Linked DNA regions of Rattus norvegicus: region 1 is linked to region 2. Evidence: chromatin contacts called from public Hi-C data. All regions are on one chromosome and are shown on one strand. Each heading gives the region's core, a stretch centred on a gene start, on an enhancer-like site or on the middle of the called end of the contact. The rest is flanking DNA. Distances are from core to core; before and after follow the strand shown. Region 1 has its middle 620 kb from the start of Zfp608. Region 2 has its middle 310 kb from the start of Zfp608.

Evidence for each region. A called contact is a pair of places that touch in the nucleus more often than the background predicts.
Region 1: a Hi-C map of the A7r5 cell line shows a contact between it and region 2, with 2.6 times the contacts expected there. The contact joins two enhancer-like sites. A contact is called at or near these places in 1 of 12 Hi-C or Micro-C datasets (the A7r5 cell line) and 1 of 1 datasets of contacts at active chromatin or transcription factors (oligodendrocytes).

What each region holds. Positions count from the first base shown.
Region 1 is chr18:51,231,633-51,235,414 of GRCr8, forward strand. No RefSeq gene overlaps it. Among named protein-coding and RNA genes, the nearest start is that of Zfp608, 620 kb to the left of the region's middle. Within about 2 kb of position 2,024, at least 68 of the 93 cell types and tissues checked have an H3K27ac peak or open chromatin away from gene starts, as enhancers often do. A contact at or near this core is called in the A7r5 cell line, where this site is marked.
Region 2 is chr18:50,914,445-50,918,119 of GRCr8, forward strand. No RefSeq gene overlaps it. Among named protein-coding and RNA genes, the nearest start is that of Zfp608, 310 kb to the left of the region's middle. Within about 2 kb of position 1,692, at least 45 of the 93 cell types and tissues checked have an H3K27ac peak or open chromatin away from gene starts, as enhancers often do. A contact at or near this core is called in the A7r5 cell line, where this site is marked.

The sequences.
Region 1 (3,782 bases), core at 774-3,273, 320 kb after region 2:
AGACTTGGGATCTGGTAGGTCTGAAGGAACTCCAATTTAAAATGAATGGAGACAGATAAAATTCTTACATAAACACATAAATTAGAATTTTCTTTGAAAATGTCACAAAAATCATCTTAGTCGCCAAGTGATTACTCCATAGCAACTGACAGGTTGATTATTTCTCAACTCAGCTATAGAAATATAAATAAATTTGAACTTATTAATAAAAACCTTAAAGGCTCTGGAACCACACTGTATTTTTCCCCTTTTACCCACATTCCCAGAATCAAAGGAAATGGTGTTATTTTTAAAATCTGAAAAAGGTATCTAGAAAGTCTTGGGAATCTGTGTGGATATGGGGCCCATGTCACATCCATCTACAAGTCCATAGTTGAGCATTCACCAACATGATACTGAAGTCGTCGTGAGCTATGGGACTTGCACCAGTCATGTGCTACCCTTCCTGCTGCCTGCTAATCATTAGAAATGACTGTCAGAGCCATGTTGTCGAAAAGAGTAAACGTGTGTTCAACTGAAGTGTAGCCACAGCCTTTTGTAGGTCAAGGTTGATGAGTTAGATAGGGTATATTGACTAGCCCAAGATGTTCTCCATGTGAGGAAGCATAGAATATGCCAGGAAGAAGTTACCTCTGTTCTCCACCAGTACCTCTTCCTACTGGCCACTGGAGAACTGTGAAATAAACAGAGGTGGTCGTCTCCTGAATCAGGCCAATAAGACAGCGATACCGGTGATTAACAGAGGCCATTACCTGTGAGAACTCTTTGGTCAATCCCCTTTGCTGATGGCTTTGCATCGCCTGTTCTTCAGTCTTAATGCCTCTGCAAAAGTAACCATTACCTTTTTGTCAATGCCATCTACATGAGGATAGAAAGGGTCTTAATCAGCTCAAGATTTCCAAACCAATCAGGGGTAGCGTCAGAGCCCAAACCTAGAACCAACTGCGAAGCTTTTGCCCTAGGCCGAAGCTCTCCATTTGCCAGGGCTATGACTGCCAGGCAGGGAATAGAGGTGGTTATAGAGCAGGGAGACTAATTCATCACCCTTTGCCTCGCCAGTTTTCTTTGAGTTTTACAGAAGACTTTTTTTGAGGTAAGCTGGTTATCACCTGCCCAAACACCAGCAGTTTACAATTATTTCTTTATTAAGAAAGTGTTCAGTGTGCAAGTGGTCTCCCTCTGAAAGATGCCAAGGAGAGGCCTTCTCAGGTTTTTGGCAGAGATAGATCTAAACACATGGAAACGAGTTTAAACACTATCATTTATGCATAATTCTTTCTTGGCACCCTTTCATTCTTGACACAGACTTGAAGCCAGAAAACACTTAGTCCTACTTTTCTTACTTGAGAAATAAGCCAGCCTTAAGTGGATCTAATTCCTTCCCAGAAGAGAAACAGCCTTGTCAGGACTTGGTTGTGTATTCTGTGTCGGAAACGCGAAGGATCAAGGATCCCGTTTGCACGCAGCTGCAACAACTCCTCCATGAGCTGGGGCTCAGCCAGAGCTCTGCACCCACGGAGATCTGGAGTCTGGAGTGATGAACAGGCAGATGTTTGTGGCGAGGGTCACAGGCACAATAAATGGCCATCTCTTCACCAGAGTCAGGCAGAGCCTACACACATCATTCATCTAACTGGTTCTATGTTAAACATCACAAAATGAGCACAAAATGACGTGCCGTCCTAATGGAAAGGAAGGGGAGGGGGCGGAGGCCATTTCAGGAAACACAAGAGAGTAAGTAGCTGTAAGACCTTCGAAAAGTCCTGCTCTGGCTGATTTACTGCCAGGAAGCCCTCTTGCTGCAAATAGTTCATAAAGCCTGTGACCTGAGCACTTGCCCACGGGACCACAATAACATTTATCTAGCATAAATTAATGTGTTTCAGCCACTAATTCAATTTGGCTGTCTCATTCTTTTGGCTTTGGCAAAGCTCAGCCTGTGACTCACACGAATGGCTGTGTTTGCTAAGGAGTCACACACCACTAGGAACAAAGAGTGCTATTAGTCGAGTAGCCATAAAAATATACCTCCGGAGCACATTTGAAACTGTGCTAATTGAAACTTCCTCTTTAGAGGAGGCTGATCAGAGCCAGCTGTAGGAGTCAAACAAGAACAGATTTCACCATCGCATTAAAAGCCTAGCGAATTCAGCAAGAGCAGGCTCCGAGAGAAGAGGCATTCCAGGCCGAACAAATGCTCTAATTGGCTCCTGACACTCAGCCGAAGAGTGCTGGTGACCTCAGTCTGGAGAGCTCGGGAAAGAAAACTTCTCCGTGAGTAATATCAGAAAAAATGAACCCTGGAGTGCAGTTCTCAGGGCATGTTCAAGGACCATGTGTGAGAAACCACAAACACAGCACGGACTCAGCGAAGAAGGAAAACTTGGTTCTGGAACAACCTACTCGACTTTGGTAAACTAGCCTTTTGATGACATCCCATTAGTATTAAGAACAAAACCAAAGGATCAAATTCACAGGGAAGAAAACAAGCAAGATCCAAAGAAGAAACCAATCCCTGGAAACCTACCAAGGAAACACAGGCAACATTTAAACATCAAGAGTACTGTTTCCTCCTCCTTGCCCAGTTCACAGTGGGCTCTGCCAAGACACCAGGGCTGGGTTCTACAAATGTTCTACAAATCTGTGGGCTTGCAAAAGAGATGGGGTGGACATAGGTTTTGTTTGTTTTATTTGAGAGAGGTTTACCCATATGTAGAGAAGTAGGCTTTGATGGATAAATGTAAATAATATAAACCACCTAGCAAATATGTGAATTTTATTTAATTTAGGCGAGTGGGTACCTGGAAGTGTTACAAACAAGTTTTGCTTTATGAAACCTTTAGGTAATATATAGATTATGAAAGATTACAGGTCTTTTCCATTTATTTACTTATCAATTTAATGGCATGTCTCATTTTGTAACAGACTCCCCTTGCTTCCTGGAGATACAGGATGGGTGAGGCTATTTTTGTTGAAATAGAAAGAATCATTGTGTTTTATGCTGCAAAGGGCCAAGAGTAACTGAATGCCATGTGAATTACAGTGATTACTCTGGAGGATACAATTACATCTTTCTGAAAAACCAAGAAAGTTAAAAATTTGCTACATTTATGGAATGTGGCAAAAAGCTAAGCTCTTCTTGTGGGTTCTTTTCCCTCTTACTTTTAATAAAAATAAACTAATTCTTCAGGCTTAGAAATATAAAATAAAGCACCGACACAAAAGAAAAGATACATAGAACATCATATAATTCCACCTCTGTTGTATTTTTTTATGCTTGAAAATGGCATCCAGAGTTTAACTGGCTGACACAGTATAGACCATCATGCTTGTGACATACATGAGATTCTGAACTTCTAAGGACATCAAATGTTCCTGTTATCCGACTCCTCCCGCAGGGTCACTCTCTCTGCAGTGTGATTCACATTCCATTGCTCTGTTCCTGGATTCCCTGTATCTTGTTTGTCCAATTGCTGTAGCTGCAGGAATGGCTTCCACTTACTGGCAAAAGGGATTGAGGAGTTTGGAAGTTGCTAGGCTTTTAAAACCTTATTTTCTTTCATCTTTCTTTACTCGTGACTCAGAAAATTGTGCATACTAACAAAGTTATGCAGCTGTTCCAAAGAGTGAGGGCTCAGTGCTGTCTTCTCCATCATCCCATGTCCCATGACTTTTGACTGCAGCTAAAAAGGCATGGTTTACTCAAGCTCACCAGGAATGCATCAGTTGGCTGCTTCCATTGGTGGTACCCATTCAGGAACAAACCCCAAAATATAGTGAAT
Region 2 (3,675 bases), core at 442-2,941:
AATGAGAAAAAAGAAAAGGGACAAATGTTATTCTCTGAGGTTTTGATGATACTTTCGTTTGAACCAAAACAACAACAAAAAACCCACTTAACACATACTAGAAGAACTCTCCTGTGGCTTTGTGTTGGAAGGAAATTTTTTATTCTTTGTCATGCTATGTAAGTTTTGACCAGAATACCTGGCTGAAAGCAGGCAAGCTTAGTGTCTGTATATACACTACATGGCAATAAATCCCCAGGACCTCCTCAGACTTGGAAGAGCTGTTTCATCAGGGAGCCTTTTGTGCCTGGAAACAGGAAGGAGTTTAAGAAACCAAAAAACAATGAATGATTTTTCTGGGCCAAATCTCATGTTAAGAAGGAAGGAGATGCTTCATGTCCAAGCATCGATTATAGACAGCAGACACCTGACACCAAGCCTCAGATCAAGAAGGACCCTGGAATGGAGTGAAAATAGGAATGTGAAGCAAGTAAATAAATAGGAATGTGAAGCTGGGGAAACTGAGGCAGCTAGGTCATTGCAAAATATTAGTGAAGTGTAGAGACAAAGCTGGAGGTCTTTTACATTAGGCTGAGTCACGTGATCACAGATCCCCTTAGTCGTCTGGCTCAATTTATTTCCTGTTCAGATGTCAGTCTATAAAGCCCCCTTTCTCAACATGTGGGTTGAGACTACTTTGGGGGAGGGTTGAATATCAGATATCCGGCATATCAGATATGTACATTCATAACAGTATCAAAGTTGCAGTTATAAAGTCACCATGAAAATAATTTTATGGTTGGGGGTGGGTCACCACAACATGAGGGCCAGCATTAGGAAGGCTGTGAATCACTGCTATCACTTAATAAGATGTAAGAGATAGACTCGTACATTGTTTGCATCGTTATCATTTTGGCCAACACTCCAAATTCTGACCTTGTTTTTTTGTTTTTTGGTTTTTGGTTTTTTAATAAATGTGAAGTTTGTGGCCCAAAGTGGAAGGGTCATACATTCACTCAGCTATACCTTAGCTAGTAGTAGAAGGGCAAGGAACAGCTCTAGAAAGGCCCTCTCTGCACTTTCTTTCTTTGTCCCCTCCTTCCAGTGCTTTCTTGTTTGCTTTTCCTTTGTTTCATTCACTCTGACTCTAACTCTGGGTGGAAACTAAACTGACACAATGTCACCCCCAAAGCTTAACCAGAGTTATTTTTAGAGAAGGTCATGGAGCACGTTTGTTTTGTGAAGTTTCAGGCTTATTCTTACCACATGAGTTCAGCGCTGTGCACGGACCTTGAACCTTGAGCCGTGAGTCAACATGATAGAACCAAATAAAAGAAAAACCAGGCTCTGAAGGCTCGTAGGCGGTTCTTGGTTCTTCTCTTCTTTTCTTTTTCTTCTCCCCCCTCCCCCTATTTTTTTAAAAAGAACATTGCGGTGAGTTAAGTGTAAATGAATCAGAAACACAAGGATTTTATTTCCCTCGCCACATGCATGAGTTTAAACACTAATGGGGAAAAAATGCTTAGCACAACGTGTTTTGAATTTTCTATGTCCTTTTCCTCTTGTGATGGAAGCTGAAGAATGTTGAAGACAATGTAATCAAAAGCAAGCATGAGTCTTCCATGTTTACGTAGCATATGCGGCTCTGTTAGATTGGCTGGCACAGAGCTGCCCTTCCGAAAGCCAGACAGTATTTTTAGTCTTTGACCTAATTATATTACTGAAAGAAACTTAGGAGCAGACTTGGATCTGAATACACAGTGCAGGAACTGGGCACCAGGCTGCAAGACATCCTTTTCTATATGAACTTGAGGAAAGTCTGCAACTGGGCAAAGGACCCCCCCCAATATATATATATATATATATATATGTATATATATATAACAGCTTCATTAAAAATTTAAAGACTTAATAAAAATAAAACAGCTTATCTGATTGTGTATGACCCTGTGTGTGACCCTGCAATATCTTGTTTTATAATTTTACAATGATTTACTTGTAGAGCAGGAGTACAACTATTTTTGGAATATTTCTACTAAGAAAAGTACAGCAACTTTTAGGATTCCTGGCATCTACTCTTAATGGACAGTTCAATGGGGAAGCATTTTACAGGGCTGATCTTAGTTAAAATTTTCTGTCTAGTTATAGGAATACTAATAATTAGCTAAATAAGCCTCAGATATTCTCTCTAGGCAGTGCCTGCAAACATATCTTTTACTCAAACTTGCATTCATTTCCTAGTTTACCAAGAAGCTTCTAAGAGAGCATACAAGTTTAAATAAACCCTCCCTGGTTAATCCGTGGTTTGGCTTTTGGACACCCTCAAATCATTTACATCAAACAAATTCAGATGCTAGCATTGCAACAAAGCCACCCTGGCAATTTTACGAAAATGGTGTTGGTTAGAACACAACTACTCTATTCTATGGACCGCCAAGAGAGCGAGTCCTCAAAATATTCCTTCGTCAGTGCTGGTACCCAGGAAGAGAACACAGAAGTCACTGTCACATCTGCTATTAACTATGTGATCCTTTTTACATGTTGCTCCATGTATTTTAAATAGAAGGAAAACTGGGCCACGTTTCAAAATTTGGGTATGGTACATGAAAAGGCTGCGTTCACATTTAATTAAATAACAGTCTATATGCCATACGCATAATCAGACGTTACCTCCATCCCAGGTGGAGGGGAAAAGTAGGAGTGTGGAATAAAGATTCCCTGTCTCCTCCTGACAGTACACACTGACAAGATTTTCTAAGGAACGCCATCCCAGTGACAACCAAACTCCTTTGCCAACTGCTGTGACAGAGCCCTGAAATAATCACTCTGTGGCTCATTACCTCCCAGCACTGTAAAGATGGGCCCCGTGAAGAGAGGTGGCATCCTTACTCCCAGAAGGTACGACTTCAGCTATTTTTAGTCCTGGTGGTTGGACTTCCTAAGCTGCTCTGAGCCCCACCTTTGTAAAACCCTCCAGCTTAGAAAACAGAGAGGAGCTTCTCATTCGCCTCAACATGTAAACTTAGGTTACAGAAATGTCAATGGAATGACTAATGCGACTTTAACTGAAAACAGTGAACACCACAGTGGGCTCTCTGATCCTGAAACACAGAATGCACTTTGTTCAATCCTGAAGTGTGTGCGCCTTGGGCAGGGGTGGGGGAGGGAAGAGGCCCTTTTCCGTATGAAACCAACACGTGTTTTTCTTCCCTCTGCTGCTCTGCAGTATTTTGCTGTATTTTCTGAGTTCACATCTCTAATCAGTTTGGTGGGAGTGCGGATTTAAAGACATTTATTTTGGAAAACACGCTCCGCTAAAATGTTGTAGTAATGTAAGCCGTTTAATTCTAAAATTGGCAGCTGAAGTTAACACTGAGTTCGCTTAAGCAGCTACTGAAATGCTTCAGTGAAAAGCATTTGGGAGCACAAATGCTTGTTGTTGTTCCTATGCACTTTCTAAACAGGCCAGAGCAGCGCAGAGCCCACCTCCAATGTCAGGCAGGTGGGGCTGGAGATAAACTCTCCTGGCTTTGCCTGTCTGTGCTGTTTGCCTTGTATATAGACAGTTCCTCAGTTGGGAAGGATGACATGGTTGTTGGCCTGTGAACTTTAACTGGGGAGACGTGAACAGACCTTCTACTCGATGCAGACGGGGTACCAATGGCAGAAATGATCAGTTCTAGCTGTGTGCATTAG